Regions from separate parts of the Sus scrofa genome. Here region 1 is linked to region 2. The links are chromatin contacts, called in public Hi-C maps. All regions are on one chromosome and are shown on one strand. The core of a region is the stretch at or near the end of the contact, and the rest is flanking DNA. Distances in the headings are between cores, read along the strand shown. Region 1 holds the start of RCC1L (RCC1-like G exchanging factor-like protein). Region 2 holds the start of LIMK1 (LIM domain kinase 1).

The links. A called contact is a pair of places that touch in the nucleus more often than the background predicts.
Region 1: a contact with region 2 is called in a Hi-C map of liver, with 6 times the contacts expected there. The contact joins the promoter of RCC1L here to the promoter of LIMK1 in region 2. A contact is called at or near these places in 3 of 47 Hi-C or Micro-C datasets (embryonic fibroblasts, heart right ventricle and liver) and 1 of 2 datasets of contacts at active chromatin or transcription factors (alveolar macrophages).

Annotation. Positions count from the first base shown.
Region 1 is chr3:11,914,280-11,918,759 of Sscrofa11.1, forward strand. It overlaps RCC1L (RCC1-like G exchanging factor-like protein), which reads left to right and starts at 1,261. Exons shown (of 11, transcript XM_003354511.5): 1 at 1,261-1,662. The coding sequence starts at 1,321.
Region 2 is chr3:11,251,160-11,255,664 of Sscrofa11.1, forward strand. It overlaps LIMK1 (LIM domain kinase 1), which reads left to right and starts at 1,661. Exons shown (of 16, transcript XM_021086335.1): 1 at 1,661-1,786; 2 at 3,374-3,470. The coding sequence starts at 1,732.

The sequences.
Region 1 (4,480 bases), core at 11-2,510, 660 kb after region 2:
CCACTGAGCAAGGCCAGGGATTGAACCTGCAATCTCATGGTTCCTAGTCGGATTCGTTAACCACTGCGCCACGACGGAAACTCCTCCTTTTTCTTTTTTAAGCTGCACCTGCAGCATAGGGAAGTTCCCAGGCTAGAGGTCGAATTGGAGCTGTAGCCACTGGCCTACACCACAGCCACAGCAACACCAGATCCAAGACACGTCTGTGACCTACACCGCAGCTGACGACAATGCTGGATCCTTTAACCCCACTAATCGAGGCCAGGGACAGCATCCGCATCCTCATGGACACTAGTCGGGTTCTTAACCCACTGAGCCACAATGGGAACTCCACAGCTCATTTATTTTTAAACTTCATTTCTTTTTTTTTAACCTCCTCATTTTAGAGATGAGATCCAGAGAAGGGAGACAACCTCCTAACATCAGGGAGCAGGTCAGTAGCAGAGCCAGCACAGGAACCCAGGTGCTCAGACTCCCAAATCGCTCATGAGGGCGTCCTCCGTTGCATGCTAAACTCTAGTACTAAACCGGTGAGGACAATCTGCCGTTATGAAACCTTGAAGAAGGTGCTCCAGCTGGATCCTTGAAGGTGAGTAGGAATTTGCTAGGCATCTGCGGTGAGAGGAGGGCAGTGGGGAGGGCATTCGAGGCACTGTGTGCAACGTGAGGAAACCTGAAAAATCCCTGGGGTTTAGAAATTACAAGCAGAGCCCCCTGAGTTGGTCCGAAGGTTGTGGGTTATTGTTAAGCTGTTTAACAGGCAGAGCCACCTGACTTAAGGGGAGTGACGGGCTGAGGGGCAGAGGTGATGCTGTGGAAAACAGCAGGGATTGCAGCACTGACCCAGCGGCGGGAGAGCGGGAACAGAGGCAACACGGCCAGGTAAGAAATGACGAGGGACCGTGGGTAGGGGGCGAGCACTACGCTGGAGTCGTACAGAGTAGGCAACCCCTTAAATTTTACTCCTGCCGACTGCCAAAAAAGCAAAATGAAAGTGCCCACCAGAGCCAGCAGCGTGCTCCGCAAACGTGCGCTGTGCGGCAAGGAGAGTGAGTTCAGGCCGGCTGCGGGCTGCTGCAGCACCGCGAAAAGTTGCAAACTAAGTGGGCAGGGCCGGGAAGGGTTCCCCAGGTCGACTCACTCAGGATCGGGGACTAACAGGCTCCGCCCAGCCCTCTCGCCTCCTTGAGCCATTGGCTACCCTCAGCGTCTTTGCCTTCACCCATTCGTAAACGTGACCCTGGGTTCTTCCGCCGGGGCTTGGGGTCAAGGGTCACCAATATGGCAGCGCCCAGGAGCGGCTGAAACGTGAAGCGGAGGATGGCGCTGGTGGCGCTGGCGGCGAGGGCTCGGCTGGGGAACTGGCTGAGCGGGCGGGGGCTGGGGCTGGGGCTGCGGCTGGGGCGCGGGCACTGGACGGCGGCCGGGCGCTCTCGGAGTCGGCGCGAGGCGGCCGAGGCCGAGGCGGAGGCGCCGGTGTTCCAGTACGTGGGCGAGCGTGCGGCCCGCGCCGACCGCATCTTCGTGTGGGGCTTCAGCTTCTCGGGGGCGCTGGGCGTGCCCACCTTCGTGCTGCCCAGCTCTGGGCCCCATCCTCACGCCGGCTTGCGGCCGCGCCGCAGGATCCAGTGTGTACCTTACCGCCTGGAGCTGGACCAAAAGGTGCGCTCTGCAGCTCCCTCCCTTCCTCCGTTTCCTCCTCGGGTCTCCGCCGCCGTCTCTCGAGGCACTTGGCGACGGGTGGACGGACTTCGGGGAGAAAGATCCTCGACCGGGCTGCGGGCGGGGGGAGGCCCTAGGGCGCTGCCAAGTTGAGGGAGTGGCGAAATGTCCTAGGTGTTTTGTCTCTCATTTGCGCATCACCCCAGGAGTCGGGTTTGTGGCACAGTTATGGGCGAGGAAAGGGAGGCTCAGAGAGGTTGAGAGGAAGGTCCGTGGCCCCGCAGCTGGTTGAAGTTTGTATACTAGGATTCGCCCTCGGGCCAGGCTCCAGCAGAAGTTCTGATTTTAGGAAAGACGATTTTATGAGGTCGGAGAAAACGTGGCTGGCTGGAGTCGATGAACTACTTGGAAAGGAAACTAGAGCGCTTACAGGAATGAGGGGAAGGATGAAGGCCCCTGAGTTTACTCAGTTTTGAAAAGGTGATGCAAAGAATCGTTGCGGGACGGGAGTTTGTCTCGGCAGCCAGCACCCATTAGTGCAAAAATGGATGCTTAGGATAGATTCTTGCCTCGGGTGGTTGTGGACATCTTGATGGGTGGTGAAAAAGAAGCAAATTTGATCGGTTTGGCTTCTGACTTCTCTTTCAAGGATATCCAGTGATTTTTTAATGAAAAGGGTAGATCGAGAAAAACAGGGAATTTAAGCTCCAGATGATTGAAAAGTTGTTTTGATTTCTTCATTTTGAGTTGTAAGAGTTATTTATGTATTCTGGATTAGGTACCTTGTCATATATATATATATATATATTATATATATATATATATATAAGGTGGAAATATTTTCTGCCAATCTATGGATTTTCTTTTTCATTTCTTAATACTGCCCTTGGGAGAGCATAAGCTTTTAATTTTAATGAAATTCAGTTAAGTTTTTCTACTGTGAATCGTATATTTGGTATATCTGAGAAATCTTTGCCTAATCTAAGATTACAAAGATAATTTTCCTAAGGTATTGTCTAGGAACGTCATAGTTTTCGTTCTTATATTTAGGTTAACAAGCTAGTCATTCGAGTTGACTTTTGGGTGCTGTGGAAGTGAGAGTAGAATGTGGCTAGTATTATCATTAGTTGAAATTATTTCCTTACTGAATTGTCTTGGCACCTTTGTGAAAATCAGTATGACTGTAAATGTAAGGATTTATTCTGGAACTCTCAATTCTGATCCATTGATCTATATGTTTCTCATTATGCTAAAAGTACACTCTTGATTACTGTAGCTTTATAACTAGTTTTGAAATTGCGAAAGGTAAATTTTGGCTCTTCTGGGTGTTTTGCTTTTCCATATAAATTTTAGGACTAGCTTGTTAATTTCTGCGACAGTACCTACTGAGATTTTGATAGCGATTACATTGAATCTATACGTTGATTTGGACACAAATGCCATCTAAGCAATTTTGTGTCTTCTAATCTATGAACATGTAATGTCTCCCCATTTAATTAGGTTTTTAAGGAGTTCCTGTTGTGGCTTAGTGGTTAACAAATCTGACTAGGAACCATGAGGTTGCAGGTTCCATCCCTGGCCTTGCTCAGTGGGTTGAAAATCTGGCGTTGCTGTGAGCTGTGAGCTGTGGTATAGCTCGCAGATGTGGCTTGGATCCGTGGCTGTGGCTGTGGTGTAGGCCGGCGGCTACAGCTCCGACTAGACCCCTAGCCTGGGAACCTCTATATGCCGTGGGTTTGGCCCTAGAAAAGACAAAAAAAAAAAAAAGACAATTAGGTCTTTAATTTCTCTCAACTATGTTTTTTGTAGTTTACGGTGTACAGATCTTACACATCTGTTAAATTTATTCCTAAGCATTTTATTCTTTTTGGTTGCTCTTTTGAATAGAATTGCATTCTTTCATTTTTGAAGTGTTCATAGCTTTTACATAGAAATAGTTAGTTATTGTATATTGACCTTATATTTTGTGACTTTATCGAACTGGCTTATTAGTTATATAGATTTTTGTGTATTCTTTAGGATATTCTACATACAGGATCATGTCGTCTGGTTGTCTGTGAATAGAGACAGTTTTATATTTTCGTTTCCATTGAAACTTTTTCTTGCCTGATAGCACTGCTGAGTGTACAGCATTGAATTGAATTGCACAGTATCCTTGCCTTGTTACTGATATTAGCGAGATAGTATTTAGTCTTTCACCATTAAATTATGATGTTAGCTGTTAAGTTTCTTTTTTTGTCTTTTTGCCATTTCTTGGGCCGCTCCTGTGGCATATGGAGGTCCCCAGGCCAGGAGTCGAATCGGAGCCATAGCCGCTGGCCTATGCCAGAGCCACAGCAAGCAAGATTTGAGCCGAGTCTGCAACCTACACCACAGCTCACGGCAACGCTGGATCCTTGACCCACTGAGCAAGGCCAGGGATTGAACCCGCAATCTCATGATTCCTAGTCGGATTCGTTAGCCACTGAGCCATGACCGGAACTCCATGTTTTTAATAGATGCCTTTTATCAAGTTGAAGTTCTTTTCTTGTTGTGCTTTGTTGAGAGTTTTGTTTCTTTTTAAAAATCATGAATAGGCATTATATTTTGTCAAGTGCTCTTTCTGTGTCTATTTAGGTGATCATGAATTTTTTTGTCCTTTATTAATAGGTATAATACATTAGTTGATCTTTGGATATTAAACCAACCTTGCATTCCTGGGATAAATTCCACTTGGTTATGGTGAATAATCCCTTTTGCGTGTTGCTAGATTTGGCTTGCTAATATTTTGCTGAAGATTTTTTTTCTTCTTCTTGCGATGTCTGGTTTTGGTATCAGG
Region 2 (4,505 bases), core at 411-2,910:
CTGCATCTGTGGCCTACACTGCAGCTCATGGTAATGCCTGATCCTTTAACCCACAGAGGGAGGCCAGGGATCAAACCTGCGTCCTGGAGTTCCCGTCGTGGCGCAGTGGTTAACGAATCCGACTAGGAACCATGAGGTTGCGGGTTCGGTCCCTGCCCTTGCTCAGTGGGTTGATGATCCAGCGTTGCCGTGAGCTGTGGTGTAGGTTGCAGACACGGCTCGGATCCCGCGTTGCTGTGGCTCTGGCATAGGCCAGTGGCTACAGCTCCGATTCAACCCCTAGCCTGGGAACCTCCATGTGCCGCGGGAGCGGCCCAAGAAATAGCAACAACAACAACAAAAAAAAAAAAAAAAAAAAAAAAAACCTGCGTCCTCATGGATACTAGCCAGATTCTTAACCCCCTGCACCACAACAGGAACTCCCTCTTCGCTAGTCTCACAGTCTTCAATCTCTGCCTTTTTTTTTTTCTTCCTTTTCTAGGGCCACTCGCAGGGCATATGTAGGTTCCCAGGCTAGTGGGTCTACTCAGAGCTGTAGCCACCGGCCTACACCAGAGCCACAGCAATGTGGGATCCGAGCTGCGTCTGCGACCTACACCACAGCTCACGGCAACGCCAGATCCTTAACCCACTGAGCAAGGCCAGGGATCAAACCTGCAATCTCATGGTTCCTAGTCAGATTCGTTAACCACTGCACCACAACAGGAACTCCAATCTCTGGCTTCTTTTCAAGAATCTTTTGTGGCCACAAGTCCATTCTGTAAGGGTTAGTTGTAGATTCTTCAGCTGTTGGCGGGGTGCTCCAGGCTCCCAGTGCTGGACTGAGCACCGTGTGCTTTAGGGACCGCCCAATTCCTCTGGCCACTTCACTCAGCCAAAACCCCATCCAGCTGTGCCCCCTGAACCAGGGGCAGGGCGGCGCCAGCTCCCGGTCTCCAGCACTAGGAGAAGCAAATCCCTGAGCTCAGGTGTCACATCCTCCCCAAGGTCCTGCTCCCTTAGCGCCCCTGCCTAGCTGGTGAGGGCCTGAAACGTGGCCATCTCCTTCCCCCCGTCCCTGCCGGAGCCTGCCTTCACTGGCAGGCCTCAGAGAGGGAGAGGACCTGGCAGGCGCCCCTCCCTGAGGCAACCACTACGGTCCTCAGGGTCCAGAACTTCTCCTCCGGGTCAGGTCTCGGTTCTAGGTTCTATCCAGCAGGCTTGGGGTCAGAGGCGCTCCCCGCGGGGAAACTGAGGCCCCTAATTGGAGTTTCTACATCCCCTAGGTTGTCGCTGAATCAGAGCACGTATCCCACCTAAGCCGCAGCTTTCCGCTTGGCTCGGGGGCGCCGAGCAGAGAATTGCCGTTCAGGAAAGATGAATGAAAGCAGGAGCCGAGCCGAGCGGGGCCGGGCGGGGCGGGGCGCCGCTGAAGGCGCGGGGCGGGGCCGCGCAGGGCAGATCCGCCGCTCGCCCGCGCCCCGCCCCGCCCCCGTGCCGCAGCTCCGAGGCCCCGCCCCGGCCCGCCCCTCCGCTTGGTGCCCAGGCCGCCGCGGCGCGGAGCCGGTGCCGGTGTCCGAGAGGCGGCGGCGGCGCCGCGAGCCCCGAGCCCACTCCGGCCCGGCCCGCGCTCTCCGCCCCCGCCTCCCGGGCCGGCGGCGGCGGCGGCGGCGGTGGCGGCTGCGGGCGAGCGCACCGGGCCCGGGCCGCCCCCAGCCCCAGCCCCGCCGGGCCCCGCCCCCCGCCGAGTGCATGAGGTTGACGCTACTTTGTTGCACCTGGAGGGAAGAACGTATGGGAGAGGAAGGTGCGCGGGGCGCTGGCCGGCGGGACGCCGACCCCGGGGCCTGGCGGGCGGGGGCGCCGCGCGGGGGAAGACGGGGAAGCGGGGGGCACGGGAGGGGGCCGGGCCGGGCCGCCGTGGAGGCCGGGTCTGCCGCCGGGCCGCGCCCCTGTGTCCTCCGGGATGAGCTCGTCCTTCCGAAGCCCGTAGGCCCCTCCCTGATACGCTCCCATCCCGTTTCCCCCTCCTCGCCCGGGTGGGCTGCCCTCCCGCGGGCGGAGGGCCCCTCCTCCCTTTCATCCCTACCTTCTCCCATCCCCCGACCCACGACCACCCCGGAGGAATCCCTAGCACCGCCTGCCCAGCCCTTACCCATTCTCTAGCCCGTTTGGGAAAGAAGAGATGCTGGGGAAGCCGCAGTTCTGGGTCCGAGGCGCAGCCCCGCGCCTGGCCGACTCGTGACCTTGAGCCAGGCGCTACCGGCCAGGCCTCAGTTTACCCTTTTGGACAGTTGGGCCCCGGTCCTCGTTGTTGGGAGCCGGGTGGGCAGAGCAGAGGTGCGCCTGCATGGAACCTTTGGCTGTGTACTGGGGCCCCCAACCCCTCTCTCTGCACCAAACCTAGTGCCTGCCAGTCTTGGCTGGGAGGATGACTCATAATAGCGTCCTCTAGCGTCCCTTGCCCCTACTGGGCCCCAAGCCTTGGCCTTGCAGGACAGTTAGGGTATGAAGCCCCCCCACCCCAGATTCCCTCCATGGGGTCTTCTTTCCCAGCTTTCTGTTGCTGAGCCACCTCATAGGCCTTCCTGTTCCAACAAAGATCCTACTGTGCTGGCCCCTCCAGCCCTGCCCTCTCCTAGGACTCCTGCCAGCCTTCCCCCAGGTCTGTGAAGGCCCACTTGGAGCAGGGGCCCACCTTATGGTAGCCCCTGGGTCTCTAGGTCCTCTTGGAGGGTCTTGGAGCCTGGCTAGTGACCCAGCCAGCCTTACCCTTTCCAGGGTTCAGTCTCCCCATCTGTATAACAGGAAGGGGCAAGCTGGGGGATCTCTAGGGCCCACCCAGCCCCAAGGGTGCCAGGCCCTAAGGATGACTAAGCATGCCTAGAGGCCAGCTTGACCAGGTGCCAGGCCTCCCCGGAGCAGGTGTCTGGGATTGCTCAGCCCTGTGGCCCTGGCCCCTTGTTAGGCCAGGGCATAGCCAGGCCTTCCATAGCTCTGTCCGGTCCCTGCCCTTTGAAGGGTCCACTTCCTGGGCAGGCAGGGGAGGAAAGGGAGCTGTGACAGGAGTGCCACTGCCTTATTTCTAAATCATGCTGCTTTCTCTCTCCCCATTTTCTCTTGCCGGACCCTGCGTTGAAGAATGCCATTGCTGGAGGGCAGACATCTGCTCCTCCTCCTCGGTTTACAGATAGAGAAACTGAGGCGCAGAGGGGCTTGGTGACGTAGCCGTGGTCTCAGCAAGACTCTCAGACCTACGTGCTCAGTCCTGCACAGCTCAGCCTGGCGCTGCGTGTGTGCACCAGGATCTGTGGATGTGCATGTGGGGTCAGGCAGGCTTGCAGCAAACTGCCCTGCCTGAGAATGGTTCCCAACGCCCTTCTCTCCCCTGCAGGAAGCGAGTTGCCCGTGTGTGCGAGCTGCGGCCAGAGGATCTATGATGGCCAGTACCTCCAGGCCCTGAATGCTGACTGGCACGCAGACTGCTTCAGGTAGGGTGGGCTGGCGGGTGCTGGGATGCTCTCAGCAAGGCCTGCCAGAGACATGGCCATCCCTCCTGGTGCCATGTCTGGTTGTGACCTCCAGCGAGTCCTTGGCCTCTGTTTCCCTGTCTGTAAAATGAGGCATTTGGACTGGAAGATCCCTTGAGGCCTTTCCCTTTTGTCATTCTAGACCTCCAAGGAGAGATAAGGAGCGGCTCGCATTTATGCTCCTAATACCACAGCCTGCTGGCACCTTGGCGGGGCGTGGGGGAGGTGGAGGGCAGTGCACCCTGCTTTCTGGGTACTGGTGCTCCAGGGAGAGGAGGGAGACCAACCAGGCCCTGGGGGGAGCCCAGCCTCCTTCACTGACCACAGGCTGGTTGTGAAGATGCATAACCAGTAAGATCAGTCCCTTCCCTCTGGATACTGACTCCCAGTGAAAAGAGTAGGCTCAGAGCTGTGGCCCAGCAGCCCAGGAGGACTGTCCTGAGAAGCAGGGGCAGGGACAGCCTTAGATACTCTGTAGGGCCAGAGCCGGGGTCCAGAGGACGTGCGATTTCCCACATGGAGAGGCATGGTGGGAAATGATTCCAGACCGAGGACCCAGCAGGTTCAAAGGGCAGGCTAGTGACAGGGCCTGGCCCAGTTGGTGAACAGCCACATTTAGGCAGGAAGGCAGCAAAAAAGAGGGAAGAGAGTTCCAGTCGTGGCTCAGTGGTAATGAACCCAATTGGTGGCTCAGTGGTAATGAACCCAATTGGTATCCATGAGTACGCAGGTTCGATCCTTGGCCTCGCTCAGTGGGTTAAGGATCCACTGTTGCCGTGAGCTGTGATATGGGTCGCAGATGTGGCTCGGATCCAGGGTTGCTGTGGCTGTGGCATGGGCCAGTGGCTATGGCTCCCATCTGACCCCTAGCCTGGGACCCTCCATATGGTGGGGGTGGGGCCCTAAAAAGACAAATTAAAAAAAAAAAAAAGAGGGGGGAGGGTAGGCGCTCCTGCTGTGGTGCATTGGGATTGGCAGTGTCTTAGGAGCCCTGGG